4 separate regions of the Sus scrofa genome follow, and regions 1, 2 and 4 are each linked to region 3. The links are chromatin contacts, called in public HiChIP or PLAC-seq maps. All regions are on one chromosome and are shown on one strand. The core of a region is the stretch at or near the end of the contact, and the rest is flanking DNA. Distances in the headings are between cores, read along the strand shown. Region 1 holds the start of WDR11 (WD repeat-containing protein 11). Region 2 holds the start of LOC100154423. Region 3 holds the start of ATE1 (arginyl-tRNA--protein transferase 1). Region 4 holds the start of ACADSB (short/branched chain specific acyl-CoA dehydrogenase, mitochondrial).

Evidence for each region. HiChIP or PLAC-seq counts read pairs in DNA pulled down with a chosen protein or histone mark.
Region 1: an H3K27ac HiChIP or PLAC-seq map of alveolar macrophages shows a contact between it and region 3. The contact joins the promoter of WDR11 here to the promoter of ATE1 in region 3. A contact is called at or near these places in 1 of 5 promoter capture datasets (liver) and 1 of 2 datasets of contacts at active chromatin or transcription factors (alveolar macrophages).
Region 2: a contact with region 3 is called in an H3K27ac HiChIP or PLAC-seq map of alveolar macrophages. The contact joins the promoter of LOC100154423 here to the promoter of ATE1 in region 3. A contact is called at or near these places in 1 of 5 promoter capture datasets (liver) and 1 of 2 datasets of contacts at active chromatin or transcription factors (alveolar macrophages).
Region 4: an H3K27ac HiChIP or PLAC-seq map of alveolar macrophages shows a contact between it and region 3. The contact joins the promoter of ACADSB here to the promoter of ATE1 in region 3. A contact is called at or near these places in 1 of 47 Hi-C or Micro-C datasets (liver) and 1 of 2 datasets of contacts at active chromatin or transcription factors (alveolar macrophages).

Annotation. Positions count from the first base shown.
Region 1 is chr14:130,617,532-130,620,231 of Sscrofa11.1, reverse strand. WDR11 (WD repeat-containing protein 11) reads right to left here and starts at 1,308. Exons shown (of 30, transcript XM_001924356.6): 1 at 1,040-1,308; 2 at 1-54. The coding sequence starts at 1,125.
Region 2 is chr14:132,521,660-132,524,359 of Sscrofa11.1, reverse strand. It overlaps LOC100154423, which reads left to right and starts at 1,260. Exons shown (of 6, transcript XM_021073585.1): 1 at 1,260-1,678; 2 at 2,379-2,582. The coding sequence starts at 1,515.
Region 3 is chr14:131,578,460-131,581,226 of Sscrofa11.1, reverse strand. It overlaps ATE1 (arginyl-tRNA--protein transferase 1), which reads left to right and starts at 1,484. Exons shown (of 13, transcript XM_021073566.1): 1 at 1,484-1,661. The coding sequence starts at 1,556.
Region 4 is chr14:132,561,673-132,564,372 of Sscrofa11.1, reverse strand. ACADSB (short/branched chain specific acyl-CoA dehydrogenase, mitochondrial) reads right to left here and starts at 1,371. Exons shown (of 11, transcript XM_001926297.4): 1 at 961-1,371. The coding sequence starts at 1,002. IKZF5 (zinc finger protein Pegasus) reads left to right here and starts at 1,123. Exons shown (of 5, transcript XM_005671516.3): 1 at 1,123-1,376.

The DNA.
Region 1 (2,700 bases), core at 59-2,558, 960 kb after region 3:
TCAATCACTACCACAAGCGAATGACATCCATAAGCAATTAAACCTTGCCAGCCCCTAACAAAACAGTGTTAAAATTTAAGAAAAAGGCAAAGCAAAACAATATCTCTCTTGCCAAGAGGCATCCTAAATAAGTAATATATCTAACATGCACCATCATTAATAAAATTATTTAACCCCAAGACTAGTATTTCTACATTACAGCATTTGGATAAAAGGTCTAGTGAAGCTTTTAAAAAGTTTGTTGAAATTTGTTTTTCTTTAGAATTTAAAAAAAAGGGTCTTGAGAGATTCACGTAGGGCGGTGAAGATGTATATAAAGCAACCCTAATGGTCTATCTGTCTTTGAGGGCATATGCCCTGTCTGTCTTGTCCAACTTTGAATACTGAGCATCCACAAAGTGCCTGGAATCACGTTCCACAGTATCTGTGATCAGCCCCGTGGGGCTTCCAGCCAAACAAACAAACAAACAAACAAAACACTGAATAGGAAGTTTCCGTCCTCTTGCCAACCTTCCCAGCAGCCACAGCTACAGAATTCTGCATTATATTCCTCTGGTTATTAATTTTCAGAGCTGCAGTATCATTCTACAGGGAAAAGATAAAGGTGAAACGAAGGGTCGGTGAGAGCATAGGCGCCCGACACAGTGTTGAATGAATAAGGATAAAAAACAGGGATGAGAGAAAAAGAAGGCACAGAATGGGGAAAAGAACGTGGTCAAGATAACTGACACGAGGGGAGAAGCCCGGAGACTGGAGGAGAGGTTAAAAGGGGGAATGGGGTGGTGAGGAAAGAGTGTAGGGAAAGAGCAAAGAGCAACAGAGATGGGGGAACGAGGGCAAACATATCCGCACAGAGCAAGTTCCCACATGGGGCTTTCACAACTTCTATGGTAACAACAAAAATCCAGCCTTTAAATGAAAGTCTGTAATGGTGAAGGTGGCACCCAGTTTTGGAGAGGCCAAACTAAGCAGGTAAAACCGCCTGTTCTTTCCCCGTCCCCTGGCCGAGCCCTGCGGCCTCGAAGCCTAGCGCCCTCACCAGTCCACCGCCGCCTTGTTGTGGGCGTTGAGGGCCCCGGTGAGGGTGCGCGCCGACACCTTAAAATTCACGGTGTAGGGCAACATCGCCACTGCGAAACCCGGCCCTCGGCGCCGACCCGCAACCAGGAAGCAGCGGCCACTACCCTTCCGTTCCAAATAGACTCCGGGCGGCTCCGTGGGCGCCGCAAGTTGGTTCCGCCGATTTCGAGGTTCCACCGCCCACGGATTCCGCCGCCTTCCAGTTCCGCCACTCCTACGTTCCGCCTCCTCCAGAGTTCCGCCGCCAGGTTGGTTCCCCGGTTCTGCCTGGGACAGACTTCTGCCTTGGGGGAAGTGGTGCTGCCTCCGGTGCCGTCTGTTTTCTTCAGATTGGGGACTGCGTAGGTCTCTGTGCCCTACTGGAAACGGTGAAAAGCAAAAGCTGAAAGTCCTTAATTAGCCTTTCTGCCTTGGATCAGTTAACTTAGGGCAACTACCTCTGCCAGGCACTGTTGTAGGTGTCGAAGATGAAGACAGGAAGTCTCCTCCCTCATGGAGTTTATAGAATAAATGAATGTATGGGATTAATTGAGTGAATGGAGAGAGTGAACGAGATGTCCGATCAGTATATAAAGTTTTCCAAATATGGAAAACACGATTAAATTTGCATATCAGGTCTTGGAAATACTTTTTAAAAATAGTGTTACATCTGAGGCCAACTGCCAGTTTGCCTGTTTGTTGGACCAGCTTTAATTCTTCGGTTTCTCCTTTGCTGCCCTCCTTCATGCCCACTCGATCCCTCCCTCCTCTGTACCCCACACTTTGTTTATCCTTTACGCTAGCACACGATGCAGTGATTTATTTCCAAATATGATTTTTGCAGATATCTGTCCCTACCCCACCCCCCAATATTTTCTGTTCTTTGATCAAAGAAAGGGACAAAATAATGGTAATTTTGGCATCACAGGTCTTTGTGTCCACTTTATTGCTCTTATAAAACAGCTTTCTCAAAGATTACCTCCAATATCCACTTAGTTGTTAAATTTAATGGATGCGTTTTGGCTTTTAGACATCCTCTTCCAGCTACACACTGTTGTTAGTTCCATTCCCTGGCTGTCTTACCTCCCCTGCCCCACATCCTTCCTGACTGCTGATGCTTTGGGGGCTCCCAGAGGAGCCCATAACCACAAATCTAGATTTATAATTCCCGCATTAAGAACCATTTGCGCCTTCTCTGACAGAGATTGTTAACTGGCTCCCCCAAATGGATTCTCCCCTTCTTTCATAGGAACATAACTACGATTTGTTTCTCGGCATCTTGTCACTCCGTTAAATGAATCCGTATCCCTTATAATTTCTCTGATAACTAAATCAGGCCATAAGAGCTGAATTCTGGCCAATGAGATGTAAATGGAAGTGTTATGCAGTGACCTCTGAGAAATCATTCTTCTGTGCTGTTCTCTGCTATTTCAGTGAGCTTGCATTGCTGTTATCTACAGATATGTTTGTCCAGCAGGGGAGACACATTTTTTAGGCAATTGTAATATGGGGGAATAGATATCCTCTGATATACTTAGAATTCCTTTCAAAAAGGAACCAAACCCAAATCTTCCTATCTCCCCAATGCCTAATCTCTCCTTGGTCCTCAGTAAAGGACTGATGGTGCAAGAGGTTTAAATG
Region 2 (2,700 bases), core at 11-2,510, 940 kb before region 3:
GGGAGCTGGGAGGGCAGAGAAGAGAGTAAGAGTAAGAGTTCAAAAGGCTAAACTCAGTTAAGAGCAAGAAGCACCAGAAGGAACAGTGGGTAGTGCAGAAGATGTAATGGAAGTGACTGAGAAGGGAGGCTAATTACAGTAAAGAAACGCCTGGAATTGTTCAGATGAAAGCCAGGGCTTTGCAAACAGAAGCAGAGATGAAGAAACACAGAACAGGTTTTCTTGAAGAAAACCAAGGTTTGGGGAGTTCCCATGTGGTTCAGCGGTTAAGAAGGCTATGTAGTCTCTGAGAGGATGTGGGTTCCATCCCTGGCCTTCCCACAGCCGGTGGGTCTCAGATGCCACCAAAGATGTTAACAGGAATGAAAGTTAAATTATGACCCTGGGAAGCAGAGAACTACTGATGTAGACAACCAAAATGAGTCTGCACCGTCAAAAAATCTTTGCAAATTAGGACCTTTACAATCAAGGCCTTTGGAACACTGACATTCCACTTTTCTAATTCCCTTTTTTCTTTCCAAAGATGGAAAATTCATCAGCATAGGCATCTGCAGGAAAAGGATGAGTGGTGATGGGGAGGAACCATCTGCCTTCTTATCCGACAGAGCATCTAGAAAGTTCCATCTGACCCACTTTTCCCCCCAAAGCTTAAAGGTCCCTCAAGTCCAGTCGGATTCTCCTTCACCGCAGACCCGAGGCCGCTCTTCCCCGAGCTTGTGGTGCAGACGGGCGGGGCGACCCCCTTCCAGCTCGGTCTTCCTCCACCTTCCATCGCCCGGGCCGCGCCGTCCTGAGACGGGGCACGAGCACGGCCCGGGCCAGCTGAGCAGGTGAGCTCGCTGCGCCCCAAAGCTTCCCCACACACTGCCCGCCACCGCCCCACGGCCGCTCCGGGACACCTTGCACACCTCCTCCTGCTGAAGTCCCCGGGCTGGCACCCGCGTGACACCCGGCAAAGAACCCGAGCGCGGAGCGGGTGACCAGAAAAGGCGACTCCACCTCCCGGCCGCCCGCCCCCACGCCCCTCACTCCACCGCCTGCCTCGGGAGGCACCCTGTCCACTCCTGAGACAACGAGGTGTGGAGCAGGTCCCTCGGGTCGCGAGGGCGACGACTCCACACCTATCCCACGACGGACTCCCCTCGTGGGACCAACTCTGTCGGTCAGCCCAGCAACCGACACCCACAACACCTATTTCTCAGGGGTCAACGGCGAAAAACCTCCCCGCTCCCGCGCGCCACATCGCGCCTGCGCACAGTACCGGCGGAGGTGCCGTCAATGCGCATGCTCCCGCCTTGAGCCGGTCCTCGCGCAGCCTTTGAAGCCGGCGGCCGAAGCCGGCGGTACGCGCATGCGTGTCTCCAGGAGCTGGTCTCCCGACCCGGCGGGAAGCCGCGGCTCGCAGGTTTGGAGCCAGACCAGTCGGAAGTGGCTCCTTCACCGGCCCTCTGTCAAGCGGAAACTCGGGCACTGGAAGGGAGGTTCCGGGGCTGCTCGGGGCTGGAGGCGGCCGAATGGAGACCGGGGCCGTGGACGCGCCGCTGACCCGCCGCCCGACGTTGGCGGCTTCCTGGGATGCCGCCTGCGGAGCCCTGGCCCAGAGCCTCCGTCTCGCCCGGGCGGGTCTCGGCGCCCGGGACGCCGACTGGGAGCAGCTGCTGGCGCCGCCTGCCACGGGGTGCGCCGCGCGGGCGGGGGCGGGGGCTGTGCTGCGTGACAGCCACGCTCCTGGCTGGGGAGCCGGGAGGGCAGAGGGTCTGGGCCGGGGTCTGGGAGCCGAGCTGGTGACGGGTCTGGGCGGCGCGAGGGCGAGGGGGCAGGGCCGGCGCGGCGGGAGGACGGGGCGGGTGACCAGGCCAGTGGGCGTTTGGCACACATCCCCTGGTGGCGGCCAGGTCCTCTCCTGAGGCCCCTTGTCAGAATCGGAACCGCCTCTCTCTCCCGAAACGCACCGACACCTCCTGGCGACCACGATAGCAAGAAAACAAAACAAAAACCAACTGAGGAACACCTCCGCCAGCTTCGTTTTGAAAATGGCATCCTTCTGTCCATTGTCCCATTCTGTGCCTCCCCCTCCCTCTTCCAAATTGTTGCTTCACTCACGGTGGTGGATGCCCCGTAAATACATTTCCGCCGCTGGACAGGCGGTTACAGAGAGTCGCTTAGAAGGGAGAGATCAAGAGGCAGGGAGAGTGGAGCGCCCTGGCGGCTAAGGCATCATTTCCTTACGCATTCTGCACTGAGCGCTTGTCCCGTGGGCTGCAAATGCACCTGTAAAGGGAACTGGAGACAGTAAGCCCTGTGGCCCACTCCGTGGGTTGAGAGCATTGTTCAGGGAACTTGACGGTAAAAGTCTGCTGTCCTCATTTTGTTTTCAGCCAGGATCTGGTGATTTTGAAAAGGAGCTTGCACCGCCAGGGTGAAAACCCCTGCTTCCTTCACGTGAGATGTGACCCTCGTGGAGGTGAAGAAATGGTTTCTGTTGGCGTCTTAAGTTCAGCACGAAATATGGAAGTGTACTTGGGAGAGGAGTACTGTGGCACCAGCAGGGGCAAGAGTGTTTGTAACGTTCTGGATAACAGGTGTGTGACGTGTGCACGTCCCTGTGTTCTTCGGAAGTGGTGTTTTGGCTTTCTGGAGCTTTTGTGATGTGTATTGATTTTGTGACATTGGTGCCAGACACTAGGGAAGAGAAGAGAA
Region 3 (2,767 bases), core at 235-2,734:
ACAGAGCCTTAGGTTCCGTCCCGTTGTGGGAGGCACAAGTGATGCTTTAGCAATACAACAGGTCACTCCACTACCAAGAAACCACTTAACTAGGCACATATACAGCATAGTGGACTCTGCAGTCAAGAATGTTGAAACTGACATCCAAAGTTTACCTGATTCTCCAAATTTCATGATTTTACCTTTTAAAACATTGTAAGAAGATAAATAACTTTATTATTGACTTGGAAAAATAAAAGGACAGACAGACTTAAATTATCTGTTCATGCAGAGTTAAAAATTAAGGAACATTACCTTGGTGGAAATACTCATTTTTATATTTTGCTCCAGACTAATGCTCTTTAAGAAATCCCCTTTAAAATAGTGGTTGCGAATTGGAGCCATTTGGGCTGAACTCAGCTTATATAAGTGTTGTGTTTGGCCTGTACAGTTAAAATTTCTTTTAAAGTTAACACTTAGAAATTGTACAAAAAACAAAGCAAAACCACAACAAAAAACACAACAACAAACCTTTATTTCCAGGTCCTTTAAGTTATAGGATATGGTGGCACTGGGCTTATAGGGCACAAAGCAGCGACTGGCTCTGACCGTGGTTTCCTTTAAAAGTAGTGTTCAGTTCACCTACTCTGCCATTCACAGAATGCCTGCGTGTGTACTTGAACCGATGGGACATTTAAGCCAGTGCTTGCTGGTCGGGAAGAAGCTAGAACTGGCTACAGACATCATGGTCAGGGACGGTCTGAGATGTTAATTTTTAAACTTAGATTTGCAGGATCTAGAGATAGAGTGATCACACCCTCTGTGCCTCCGTTCCCTTATCTGCAAAATGGGGATGACAACCGCGCGGTCGTAGGAAGGACTGGTGATGGAGTAACGCAGAGAGCTGCCTCGATCTCGGGGCCCAAGGGCACGGCTACGATCCACGCTAATCCTGCGAGGCCCGCGGACCCCCACACGGACGGGCCAGAGGTACAGGGGCGCACCGCGCGGGGCCTCGCCCTCCACTCCTCCCCGCCGCGGGCCCCCGCGCTCCGCCGGGGTCGCCCCGGGGGCGCCGAGAGGCGTGGCCGGCCCGCGCGGACCTGGCGGCGGCCATGGCCTCGGTGGTGGAGTACAAGGGACTCAAGGCCGGCTACCACTGCGGCTACTGCGACTCCGAGGAGGGCAAGGCGTCCTGCGGTGAGTGGTCCCGTCCACCCGGCTGGCGCGGCCGCCTCGCATCCAAACCGTCGCATCGCCCGCTGCGGGCCAGGCCCTCCCGGGGCAGCACGCAGGCCCTGCTCCCCAACCCCCGCTTCCCTTTCTCACTCGTTTCTTCCCGCACCCGTTGCCCCTGACGCTCCGTCTCTCGGTCTTACCCTCACCGAAGATGGCGGTCCGTTTCGGGAAGGAGCGGAAATAGCAGAACGCTGCCCTCGATCAAGATGGCGCGGGCGGCGTCAGCGCCGAGGGGCTCCCGGCGAGGCCCGGCCTGCGGGCGCCCGGGCGGCGCGATGCATTGTGGGGTGGCGGCGGCGGCGACGTCGGGCTGGGCAGCGTTTGGAGGGTCGGGGCCATGGCTTCCTGGGCCCGGCTTTCGCCGAGCATCGTGGAGTATTTCGAGGGCGAGGACTTCTACCGCTGCGGCTATTGCAAGAACGAGACAGGCAGCCGCTCCAATGGTGAGCGGGCCGGGCTGGTGGGCGGGGAAGGGCGCCGCGGCCTCGGGGGTTCGGCGGCGGTCTGGCGCCCCGCCGACCGGGTGGAGGGACGCGCCCCGACCGGAGCCCCCGCCCGGCCCCTCACCGGCTTCTGTCTCGTGGGGCGAGAGCGGAGCGCGGCTCCCGCAGCAGTGCCGTGGCAGTTATAATTAAAAACAGAGAAGCTTCTACAGACTTAATCACACAGGTTTGCTCGGACGTGCCAGATAACGATTGTCTCGCAGGAGCCAAGAGTGGAAACAGGTGTCCAGCGCAGTAGGAGGCGGTTAAGTGCACGGTGGCAGGCCTGCCGCGGACCGCTGTAGCGTGGTCGCTTACTGGGGCTGATGCTGCTGTGTGGTGTCCCCGAGAGGAAATGCAGGAGGCGGGGTGCAGGACAGTGAGTGTCGGGTGGTGCTATTTGTGTAGAAGACGGTGTGTGTGGAAAACACATGCGTGGGTATCCATGGGTAAAATGTTTCTGGAATAATATACAAGAAACAGGTGACACTGGTCGCTGCAGCCAAGGGGCCCTGTTTGTGCTGATGTGTTTTGAAAATTTTACCCGGTGCTTATGTCTTATCCCCACCCACCTCGATGACGACGACAAAGCCAGCCTTCCAACCCTCTCTCCTCCCCATCAGGGTTCAGAATGCTTTCGGAAGATTGTTTGTAAATAGAACATCATGTTTATTTCCTGCTGTCATGCTTTTTAAATTTTTATCTATTATTATTATAGTTGATTTACAGTGTTTCAACAAGTTCTGTTGTACAACAGAGTGACCCAATCACACACATTTCCCTGTGCTGGGCAGTAGGATCCCATTGCCCATCCACTCTAGGTATAACCGTTTGCATCCCCAGAAACCCCCAGAATGCTCATCCCTCCCTCTCCCTCTCCTTCCCCCCCAGCCTGGAACCCCAAGTCCGCTCTTCCTGGCCATGCTCTGTTTCTATTTTTTGATTTTTTGTTATTTTTTACATAGGATCATCTGTTCCACATTTTAGATTCCACAAATAAGTGATATGATATGGTATTTGTCTTTTTCTTTCTGGCTTCAGTGTTGCTGCAAATGGCATTATTTTGT
Region 4 (2,700 bases), core at 122-2,621, 980 kb before region 3:
AGCAGTTCAAGCTCTAGGAAGTGAGAGAGGAACGGATTCCCCTGTGTAAAGAGCCCATCCATGCAATATGCTCATGTCCCAGCCAGAGGTAAGGAGCAGCGTAAACTCTTTTTGGCGGGTAAATCCGACCCACTCCGAGGTCCGTCTCTAACTTTGGATCAGGGCCGCGGAAAAGAGAAGCGGCAAACACTGCGCGGAATGGGACTGTGCTTATATTGCAACAATCTTTGGGCGGGGAGGGGGTGAGCAAGGAAATGTAATCTTGGGGAAAGGTGGCATTGGAGAGGTGACATCTCCACAAAATGCCTCCAAAGAGTCGAAACTCGGTGACTCCTAGGACTCAAGGCCCTGCAAAGAATACCTTGAAGCTCGAAAGTTCCTACGTGGCTCAGCAGGAACGAACCCGACTAGTATTTACGAGGACGGGGATTCGATCCCTGACCTCGCTCACTTGGGTTAAGGATCCAGCGTTGCCGTGAGCTGCACTATATAGGTCGCAGACTCCGCTCGCATCTAGCATTACTGTGCTTGTGGTGCAGGCCAGCAGCTGTAGCTCCGATTCGACCTCTAGCCTGGTAACCTCCATATGCAGCGGGCTCGGCCCTTAAAAAAAAAAAAAAAAAAAAAAAAAAAAAAAAAAAAAAAAAGAATATCTTGCAGCTCTGGCTCTCCCGACCCCACGCAGGGTGATTGCTCCATTCAAGAAGCTTTAGACCAGCGACCAGCCCCCTTTTCCTCAGCTGTCGATTCCTGCTCTCCTTACGGAAAACTGAGGCCAGTTCGGCCAGAGGCCTGAAGAGAGGTCAGGGTCGGTGAGGGGGTCTGAGATCAACCCAACCGAGGGTCGGAAGTACGGGTCCAGGACGAAGACCAGGCGCCTCAGACCCCATAAGACAAGACCCCGCCGCCGAGGCCAAGGTCGTCCGGGAGCCCCAAGAAGCCCGCCGCGAGCGCACTCACCAGCGCGCTGCCGCGCAGCAGCCGACCAGCGGATCCCTCCATCAGCGCACCGGGACTGGTACCTCGGACAATTTCGCAAGGCCTTGAGTAGGCGCTTCTGCTCTGCGCTCCGACGCCTCGGGTGCGGGGGACAGGTGCCAGAGCCCCGCCCACTAGTCCCCGCCCCACGGTCCTCGGTCTCACTCCCTTGTCCCGCCCCCTTGTACCTACGGAACCCCAAAAGAGACACACAGCCTCTTCTCTGCTTTCGCCCAACACCTTGCTCACGCGAGAGTTGGGAAAGGCAGCGGGGCGGGAAGGGGGCCGGAGACACAACAAACATGGCGGCGGAGGCGGTGACGAAGACGGTGGCGGCGACGGCTACAGCAGCGGCGTTGAACAAGGCGGTGGGGGTTACTCGGTGCGGCTGTCAGGTGGTAAGTAGCTGGTTACCGGCTCGGACGGCAGTGACACGGCTGAGCAGAGTGCTACGAAGGAGCGGCGGGAGGAGAGAGCCGGGTGTCCGCGACGGGCGGGCTGCCTCCGCCCGGGACTCAGCCCAGGCAGAGGGTCGGGCGTGGTCGGTCGGTCGGTCGGCAGGGTCACGACCCAGGGCCCTCCTGGCCCGAACGCGTGGGATGCGGAGTCTGGCCCCCGGAGCCCCGCAGGAGCAATGCCTGCGGTGGCGTTGCCGTCGGGCAATGGCTTGGAGACTCCGGGGTAGGATGCTGCCTCTCGCTCTGACAGGTGGTCGTGAGGGGGCGCCCGGAGGTTTGCGTCTTTACCAGGTTCCGGGGCAAGGGCTGTCCTAGGTGTTCCCGAATCTTGGTGAGGATGCCGCCCCGACGCCAGTTCCGGGCTGTCGCTCGTTGGGACGACCTTTAAAGCCTCAGTCTTTTTATCTAACGGTCCTGCCTAGATCAGTTTCTACTGCTTGTGCACTCTAATTTTGGGGAGATGTAAGGTTTGAGGAGGATTTTGCAGCAAACCATTGTTCAGATTCGTGCAGAATTTAAGGCTTAATCAACTGTGTGGAATGCGAGTAGCCGAGCCCTGCACCTAGTAAGTGTGAATCTAAATTGAAGTTAAACCGGTTCCAGCTGCCACTAACCACGTGGCCCATTTACTGTCCCCTTAGTGTGCTATTCAGACCTGAAGAGGAGCGACAAGTGGGAGAGGAAATAAAGGCACTTTAAATTGTGAGCTCTGAAGAACTTTAGTTTGGAAAAAACACAGCTTCTTTAGAACCACTTTTTAAACGTCTGGACTATCAGTTTTTAAAATTCCACTTAGTTTTTATTTTTGTCGTGCGTACATCACAGCTACAGGTTAATATAATCTGGGGAGTTCGTTACAGCGAACTAAGATGTATGGTAGTTTTTGCCCCTAGGGGTCCACAGCGTTTCCCAAGAAACCCTAAATGTTTTGGGTTGAGATAGAGAGGACAATAAAGATGGGAATCAGATGTGCTGTTATGGGGTGCGTGTGGTGGTTTTTCATTTGTTTTTTTTTAACCCTTTACCACAAATGTTCCCCTCTGGGGCTAGGCTAGTATATTATTTTTATGCCGTTCTAGCTTTTCAGCAATACTAAGCCTGGCCTTTTAGAAGTATACCATGAACAAATGAAATTAATGATTTGAATTTAGAAAGACATTAAAATTTTTGCCCAAAATGAAATCTTAAGAAATCCACCAGTGAGGGGGAAAAAAATACCAGTCACACTAGTGCATGTTACTCTTTGGTGATTATTTGGAGCTTT